Linked DNA regions of Mus musculus: all the other regions are linked to region 2. Evidence: chromatin contacts called from public HiChIP or PLAC-seq and Micro-C data. All regions are on one chromosome and are shown on one strand. The core of a region is the stretch at or near the end of the contact, and the rest is flanking DNA. Distances in the headings are between cores, read along the strand shown.

Region 1 (2,700 bases), core at 25-2,524, 960 kb after region 2:
CCTTAACAAACCCGTGGTGAAATCCACTGCCTTGATTACTTGAAGGAACACAAGTGTATCTAGTACTGTACTGGCCTCTAAGGTGAAATGGCAACACGTGATTTCAGGCCTTTTTCCAGGCCTATCAAAACTCTCACACACTTTTCAGAAACCCCATTCAAATGCCACCTAACTCCAAGAGAGCTCATTTGGAAATCCTACAATGCAGCTCACGTATAAAGCCGCCACTGCTTGGTCGCCCTTAAGATGAGTTCATTGAACCCCCTTGAAGAGACACTTTGAAGAGCGCACAGACTGGTTAACTCCCCGTTACTTTTATGACCTTGGGCAAATCAGTTAATGTTCTGAACGTCAGCTCCCTCTTTCGTGAAACAAAGCCAGAGAAAACCACCTCCCTTAACGGACTACATTAAATATCTTTTACATGTTACAAACACTAACCAAATCTAAAGACTTTGTCAACGTCAACGTTCAATAAGACTGATCTCCCTTCCTCGAAAGCACCAGCACAGTGTAAGGGCCAAGGGCTACCGAAACTCGCAGGGCCTGGAGAGGGCGGCGGCCTCGCAGGACGACCGGGAACAAACTAGCTAGAAACGTAGTCCTCAGACTCGGAAGTGCCTCGGTCACCCCACCTCCCACCCGGCCTCACCTTGGTGGTCGTAGACGCTAATGTAGGAGATCCCCACGGCCATACACCACACCACGAGGCTGGCGATGTCTGAGAAGCTGGGCTCCTGCACTTCCTCCGTGACCAACAGGCCCATGTGCACCGGCAGCTTCTGCAGGGACCGGACGTCCGCGCGCCAGCGCAGCCGAGGATGGGTGGCGGCCGGTCCCGGTCCCGGTCCCGGTCCCCCGTGCGGGTGCCGGTGATGACGCCGGTTCCTGCCGACGGCCCGGGGCTTGCGGAGCGTGAAGCCGAGCGGCGCTAGGACCGCGGCGGAGGCGGCGCGACAGCAGCGCCGCCAGATCCAGTTCCAGGTGCCGAAGCGAACGCGGAGCCAGGAGGTGAGCGTGAGGTGCAGGCAGAGCAGCGCGTGCAGCACCCGCCACACCAGCTCGTACAGCCCCGTCATACTCCTGTGGCGCTCGGGCACCGTCACCTCCCTCCGGCCCACACCCGCGGCGCGACAGGGTCTTATCCGCCCCAGCGGCCGGCGCGGGCCATCGCTCCGCGTCCCCCCACCCCCCGCGCCCGAGCCCCTCGCCACTGCCAACACCTCACCTAGCCCCCGCCGCCATCTTCCTCCGCCCTCCGCAGCCCCGCCCCCGTTAGTACATGGAGAGTTCTGATTGGCTGCCGGGGAACTCCGACGCGACCGGGAGTCGTGGCTGGAGCCGCCACCGCACTGCTAAAGAGAGCGTGCGCTTGAGAATGAGGCTGGCTCCGGGCCGCTGGCGCCCCCTGGGGATGAGGAGGGCGACGCGCCAACGCCTCTAGCCTTTCTCCTATGGAATGATTGGGCTGTTCCTCAGACTGAGGGGAGGATCTGCAGCTTGAGATTTGTTGCCTATCTCCCCCTCACGGCCATGACAGAAACGATTCCCAAGGAGTTAAAAGCAATCTAAATGAACTGGAAGTTACACAGAGAGAATCCACCACCGCATCAGCAAGTGTAGATGCTGGAAATCGACCACGGTCCCCAAACAGAAGTGTTCTTGTCCCCAAAGGCTCAAGTGTTCTTGGAGAGGTCTCATCACAGTTCTTTGTCCAATCTTCCGACGAGAATAGAACGTCCCAGAATGGGAATGAAGTCCTACAGCATAGGACCTGGAAACAGACTGTTAGGGTCTGACACTGTTAGGGTCCCTAACAAATCAAGCTCTGCCACCTGTCCTTCATAGACCAATGACACAATAGAAGGTAAATACAGAAAAGCGAAACTGATTCAATGTGGCCACTCTGAGAAGAGAATCAGTGCCCAGATACAGTTGGATCTGTGTAATACAGACATATTTTTTACTGTATAGCCCCTTTTCCCATTAGGAAATGTCTACAGGCCTTAATGTTTTGGCCATTGTCACCTGTTTTAATTGGTCTCATTTCTGTAAGAATTGCTTTGCTTTAGTTTAAAACGTGAGTCTCATGTCCATCTGCAAGTTTTGTTGCCTTTGGCAGGAAATGCCTGTGGAGGAATTTTAATTGGGCAACATGGCTCCTCTCAATAACCGTAGCCAAAGATATGATCTGGCCATGATCCACACTGGATTACAGTATGATCTGGCTGGAATACACACACTCCCTTAGCACATACCTGTAATCCCTGACAATGAAGATAAGGCTAGTTTGTTGAAGGAAGCATCCATGTTTGAAATTGATGTTTAATTGAAGGGCAAAGTTATGAATCAGGAAAAAAATTGAGTGAGAGATAGGATACGTCCAACTCACAGAAAAACAGACAGGAAACAGATGCTAGTTATGGGAGGGAGGAGAGAGAGAGAGAGAGAGAGAGAGAGAGAGAGAGAGAGAGAGGTGGAGTGGGGAGGTGGGTAGTATATGTGTATGGCAGTTTTACAAAAACAGTTTTACTGAGATAGGTTACAGAGGGAACAAACTAGATACAAGTGAAGACAGAATGAGTCAGAGAATGAGAGTCAGAACATATTAGAACATATTGCCAAAGTTAGTATGAAGCCAGTCAGAGCAATTCAGTAAGAAGCCAGATTGAATCAGTCAGCTCAGAAGATTAGATTGTA
Region 2 (2,756 bases), core at 11-2,510:
TTCCTTCCTTCCTTCCTTCCTTCCTTCCTTCCTTCCTTCCTTCCTTCCTCTCTCTCTCTCTCTCTCTCTCTTTCTTTCTTTCTTTCTTTCTTTCTTTCTTTCTTTCTTTCTTTCTTTCTTTCTTTCTCCTTTTTCTTTCTTTCTAGAAAGCACAGAGGAGGCTAAAGCAGGAGAACCAGGAGTTTGAGGGCAGCCTGGGTTACACATCAAGTTTCCAGCGAATTTGGGCTTTTTGTTAAACTACAAATTATGAAAAGATGTATTTGTAGATATAGTATTTTTACTTTCGATATTTTTCTTTGTGGAACTGTTAATGTTTTTTTCCCCATCCTTTTCAACTGTCAATAAATAATTAGATACATTTTAGATCAGATAAAGAGCCATCTCGTTATATTTTCATATTTCTGTCACCTTCTAGCATCAGAATCATTTGACGGTTGACCAACATCTGAAGATTTGGAGAAATATCTGCAGATCTACAGGAAGGAGACTAGATGTATAACCACGGTTTGGTACATTTCAGCAAATGTGGTGAGTTATAGCACACATTTTTAAATGTAAGCCTCACAAGCTTTAAGTAGTATTTTACTTGAGGATACATCAATATTAAGCTTTTGTTAGCAGTTTCCACATTAGGAAAAACATCACTGGACTCAAAGCCTAAGGAACTTATCGTCTGGGTTACTTCTGATTGGCATGCTGAGACTGCCTCCTTGTACAGTGGTTGACAGTGTTTAGTTTGTATCTAAATATTCAAATGATTATATTGCCAACAAGAGTAATTGCAAGAGGATGCTGTATTCCTTTGTCTTTTCTCAGGATGTCTGTTCCTAGGAAGGGTGGGAAATAAAGTGGAGCAGATGTGGGAGGCAGGGATGTCCTCTTTTCTATTCCCACCGTGATCCATAACCGGTGCTTGTGGAACGCATGACAACAATTTTAATTCTGATCTCCATTCTGAGTCAGATGGCTAGCCCCACAGCCCCTTGAAGCGGTTGCAGGGACAACTCGCACCTTTTATAACAACTGTGCCCCTAGAAAGCACGTATAGGAAGACAGGGTTTGGGATTAAATTATGGACCCTCTCTCAGCTTGAAGGTAACAGGATGGAGAAGTAGGGAGCGGCTTCAGGATGATCACCCGCATGCTGTTAGCAATAGGTTTTTGGTTCGCCAAGAGTCCCAGGCCCCGCCTTGAGGCCCCGCCCTCTGGGCCCCGCCCCCAGCCCCATCCAGGCCCCGCCTGTCCTGGCCCGGCCCGCTGCCTAAGGTTCTGCCGGGCGGAGGGGGCTGAGAGAAGCCGCAGCTGCAGATTCGCTTTGAGCCCCGGAGCCTGCGATCGCGCCGCCGTCACCGGGGAGCTACTAGCTTCCCCGGCCCGGGCCTCAGCGCAGCCGGCTGGGCCATGGCAGCCGCCGCGCTCCGGGGCCGTCGCTGAACAGCCGTTAAGCCCCCCGCCCGGGTCCGGTCCGCGCTGCCGAGGCCCAGGCTCCGCTCAAGTTTCCGCCCAGAAGCCGAGGCGACCGCGGGCCCCGAGCTCCAGGCTCGCCCGCTCGCCCGCTATGTGGGGCCGTTTCCTGGCCCCGGAGGCTGGCGGCCGGGACAGCCCCAGCGGGGCCCGCAGCTTCCCTGCGGGTAAGGAGGACTGCGGGCGGGTGGGGTGACGGCCGCCAGGGCTTCTCCGGAGTCCGCGCCCTAAGGCCTGCGACCCCCGCGGGGTGACAACTCGGCTCTTCTGGGCCGCTCGGCCGGGCTTTGTTGTCCCTCGTGTGGTGTGCGTGGCTGCCCCACGCGGGACGCGGGCGGGAAGGTCGCTGCAGTGTCGCCCGCAGCCACTGCTCCAGAGAAGCTGCTGAGGACTTGGTCGCCGATTGAGACCCCCGAGGGGGCGGCAGCTCTTAGAAAGCAGGTCGCATGGCTGCCAGGGCTCTCCTGGGTCCCATCAGAGCCCAGCCGCCTTCGAAACGGGGCTCAGGGAAACTGGGGGGTTGCAGCTTTGCGGTGGTGGTTGTAGGGACTGTTAGAATCAGACAACCATTTCATGCCTGCATCACCCAGAAGTTGTGTAGGAGCCACTGAATTATAAATCTTCCCCTAACGTGGAATAGAACAAGAAGAGTTGGCTTGACCATGACAAGTTATCTAATGATGACAGTCTAAAGGGCTCTTTAATCTGAACTGAATCATGAACCCCTTTGAAAAGCTGAAAGATACATAAATTTTTTTCCTTCTCCCCCCCACCCCCCAAGAGAAAAGGGCTACTTATTTGTACGCAGAATTTCTCCTAAAAATTTAGGTATTTTGGGGACCCATGGGTGGTAACCCTGTTCTACAAAGTGTTAGAACTTGACTTGTGTAACTTAGAGGCAGTTGTGTACCTTTTGCAAAACTGTTCGAAAAGAAGCATTTTGTAGGAGTCCTTTTGTGGTATTCTCTGCCTTTTTGAAGATACCATGCAGGCACATTGCTACTGAAATTTTGAACAATGAAATTCTGTGACAGTTTAAATTCTAAACTATCAGTAGTTCTCAACCTCCCTAATGCTGCGAACTTTAAAAGTTCCTCATGTTGTGATGTCCCCAAACCATAAAATTATTTTCATTGCCACTTCATAACTGTAATGTTTGCTATTGTTATGAATTGTAATGGACGTAGTTGAAATGTGACTCTCATGAGGTCATTTGACGTCAAGGGGTCGCGCGACCCAGAGGTTGAAAACCATTGGTTTAGAACTGTAATGTCTGTATGTCTGTCTCT
Region 3 (2,783 bases), core at 31-2,530, 700 kb before region 2:
GCTTTTTTACTTTATGCACACAGCACAACACCTGGAAACAACTGTGCTGTGGGCACTCTCCTGGAAGTTGCCAGCTGTTTTCCTCTGGTTTAAGACAAGTAAAGGGCACACTTTAAAATCATGTTTCCGGAGAAGGTTGAGGGTAAACAGAGCTGCTACAAACCAGCTTTCAGGAGTGGGAAGTCAGTCAAATTTCCCTCTGGTAACTGTTTCTTTGTGGAGCAACAGGGGATTCATAACACAGTTTGGGAAATGTTTTCTTGTCTCTTCACCCTGAGGCAGGGGGTTCCCAGCCAGGTCAAAATGTAGATCTATGCAATATCAGCAGGGCATTCCAATGGATGTCATGGGAGGTGGAGCCAGTTTCCATGACATTCCATGAGACTGAATACTGCAAGGCTGTGTTGAAAACAATCTCTGTTGGACCAAGTCTTGCCTTCGCTGGGAGTTGTCGCATCCAAGACTTAATTTCAACAGGGTTCAATTTATTGCTTGGAGCTCTGGCAGCATAAAACTGTCTTCTTTGAATGGAAAATTTGACCAACTGCGATGAGGTAAATGAATTTCGAAAGTGGGGGGGGTGTGGGGGAGTGTGGGGGAGTCATACAACTTTTGTTGTTGTTGTTGTTTATTGTAAGGGGAAGAGGGTGTATACTTAGAGCCCCAAGCAGTCCCCAAACCCCAAGTCGCCTAGGATGTAAAAGGCTCTTAACGAGGTAGAGTAGAGAGCTCAAAAGCTTTGTGGAGGAGCCTGGAGACTTTGGATTTGAGAGTTATTGGGCACCGGGGAATCCCTGTCTTGGGTAATAAGGGGTGGCTGGAGAAAAGCCTTCAAAACCACTTCAAAACCACGGCTTGCCCCCGCAATCCCCTGCATGCTCTTCGGGATCGCCAATTTCGAGTACTGGGGCAAGCTGTCGCTACCATATTAGTAGTGGTCACTCGGGGATCCACTACCTTTGGGGCTTCGGCTTGAATAGGTTTTGGGCGGAATAAGCTCGGACCAACTCCGGCTCTGGTCCTCCGGGCGAGTCTTAACACGGCTCCCGGGCGCAGTTCCAGTCCTCGGGAGCCCAGGGGAGCCGCGACCTCCCCGCCTCTGCCGGGTCCCGGAGAGGCAGCGCTTCCCGTAAACTCCCCGCCCCGTGCGGCCCCCTCCCCGCCTCGGCTCCACCCCCGCGGGACCCTGGGAGGCGTAAGATTGGCCCGGACGCGCTGTCACTCTCCGGACGCGTCACCGCCCTCGTTTCCGACCGCTCGGGAGACCGGCAGTGCTATTAGTGCACGGCGGGGCCGCGACGGAGGGCAGTACGGTGCCTGGTTCGCTGGCTCACGCCGGCAGGTCGGTGCGCTCGCTCACCTGAGCCGTGTCCCGGGGCCTCAGAGCCACCCGGCTGTACGCGTGCTACCACCCGCCGGGAAGCGCTCGGAGATGGGCAGCTGGAGAAGTTGACGAACCCCCTACGCACGCGGCGCCCTTGCTGCCCAGAGGTGCGCCGCCCTTGCCACCGAGGTGCCCGCTGTGCTGACCCAGATGTCGCGGGACACCCTGCCTCCGCGGCTGGAAAACTTCACCCCAAGTCCAAAGTGGGCTCTGAGGGTGGTGCCCGCGGCTGGACCCCGGGGTTGCCTGCCGGGATACGGTCCTGCGGATCCCGGGTCCAGGGGAGGGCGGAGACCCCACTGGAAACTTTCTCAGCACCTTCCTAACCACTGCGCTTTTACTGTCTCCTCTCCCCCCAACAGGGGCTGCAGCCAGCGGTTTGCCGCGCGTGCCTGTTTGCCAAAGGAGCCGCCCCGGCGAGGATCGCCGGAGGGGAGCCGCTTCAAGCGGGGAGACCCGCAGCCCAGACACGCGCTCTGGGCGGCCTGGATGCGCAAGAGCCGGCCCCGCAGCCGCTGACAGCCGGCGGCAGCGAAGTTTGGCTGCTGAGCGGCTCGGCGCCGGGCCCCTGGACAGACTGTCAGCCGGCGGCTACAACCTCCGGAGCGATGCCCGTGGGGGGCCTGTTGCCGCTCTTCAGTAGCCCTGGGGGCGGCGGCCTGGGCAGTGGCCTGGGCGGGGGGCTTGGCGGCGGGAGGAAGGGGTCTGGCCCCGCTGCCTTCCGCCTCACCGAGAAGTTCGTGCTGCTGCTGGTGTTCAGCGCCTTCATCACGCTCTGCTTCGGGGCAATCTTCTTCCTGCCTGACTCCTCCAAGCTGCTCAGCGGGGTCCTGTTCCACTCCAACCCTGCCTTGCAGCCGCCGGCGGAGCACAAGCCCGGGCTCGGGGCGCGTGCGGAGGATGCCGCCGAGGGGAGAGTCCGGCACCGCGAGGAAGGCGCGCCTGGGGACCCTGGAGCTGGACTGGAAGACAACTTAGCCAGGATCCGCGAAAACCACGAGCGGGCTCTCAGGGAAGCCAAGGAGACCCTGCAGAAGCTGCCGGAGGAGATCCAAAGAGACATTCTGCTGGAGAAGGAAAAGGTGGCCCAGGACCAGCTGCGTGACAAGGATCTGTTTAGGGGCTTGCCCAAGGTGGACTTCCTGCCCCCCGTCGGGGTAGAGAACCGGGAGCCCGCTGACGCCACCATCCGTGAGAAGAGGGCAAAGATCAAAGAGGTGAGTAAAGCCTGCCTGAAATCCCACTCACGCTGCTGTTTTCTGGGAGGTTTGATAAACGATTGGAACTTAGGACTTCACCTTTATCATGCAAAGGCGAGGGAAGTCATCGCTTCCACCACCGTGCCAAAGGCTACACGTTTTTCCTTTTACTACCTCAGGATAAGTGACCAGTGAGGATC

What was found. HiChIP or PLAC-seq counts read pairs in DNA pulled down with a chosen protein or histone mark. Hi-C and Micro-C count contacts between places; a contact is called where the count stands out from the background.
Region 1: a contact with region 2 is called in a CTCF HiChIP or PLAC-seq map of the NIH/3T3 cell line, with 6 read pairs. The contact joins the promoter of Nus1 here to the promoter of Cep85l in region 2. A contact is called at or near these places in 3 of 39 promoter capture datasets (the C10 cell line, hippocampal neurons and liver), 1 of 15 datasets of contacts at CTCF or cohesin (the NIH/3T3 cell line) and 4 of 115 datasets of contacts at active chromatin or transcription factors (astrocytes, embryonic stem cells, forebrain and 1 more).
Region 3: a Micro-C map of embryonic stem cells shows a contact between it and region 2, with 11 times the contacts expected there. The contact joins the promoter of Man1a here to the promoter of Cep85l in region 2. A contact is called at or near these places in 3 of 39 promoter capture datasets (liver and pre-B cells), 3 of 484 Hi-C or Micro-C datasets (embryonic stem cells, pre-B cells and regulatory T cells) and 1 of 115 datasets of contacts at active chromatin or transcription factors (bone marrow-derived macrophages).

What each region holds. Positions count from the first base shown.
Region 1 is chr10:52,416,121-52,418,820 of GRCm38.p6, reverse strand. It overlaps Nus1 (NUS1 dehydrodolichyl diphosphate synthase subunit), which reads right to left and starts at 1,274. Exons shown (of 5, transcript NM_030250.2): 1 at 653-1,274. The coding sequence starts at 1,079.
Region 2 is chr10:53,378,387-53,381,142 of GRCm38.p6, reverse strand. Cep85l (centrosomal protein 85-like) reads left to right here and starts at 1,260. Exons shown (of 13, transcript NM_001204983.2): 1 at 1,260-1,634. The coding sequence starts at 1,562. It overlaps Gm46225 (a long non-coding RNA gene), which reads left to right. Exons shown (of 3, transcript XR_001779770.2): 3 at 419-557.
Region 3 is chr10:54,074,234-54,077,016 of GRCm38.p6, reverse strand. It overlaps Man1a (mannosidase 1, alpha), which reads left to right and starts at 1,280. Exons shown (of 13, transcript NM_008548.5): 1 at 1,280-1,491; 2 at 1,747-2,601. The coding sequence starts at 1,993. Gm16998 (predicted gene, 16998) reads right to left here and starts at 1,095. Exons shown (of 3, transcript NR_038016.1): 1 at 164-1,095.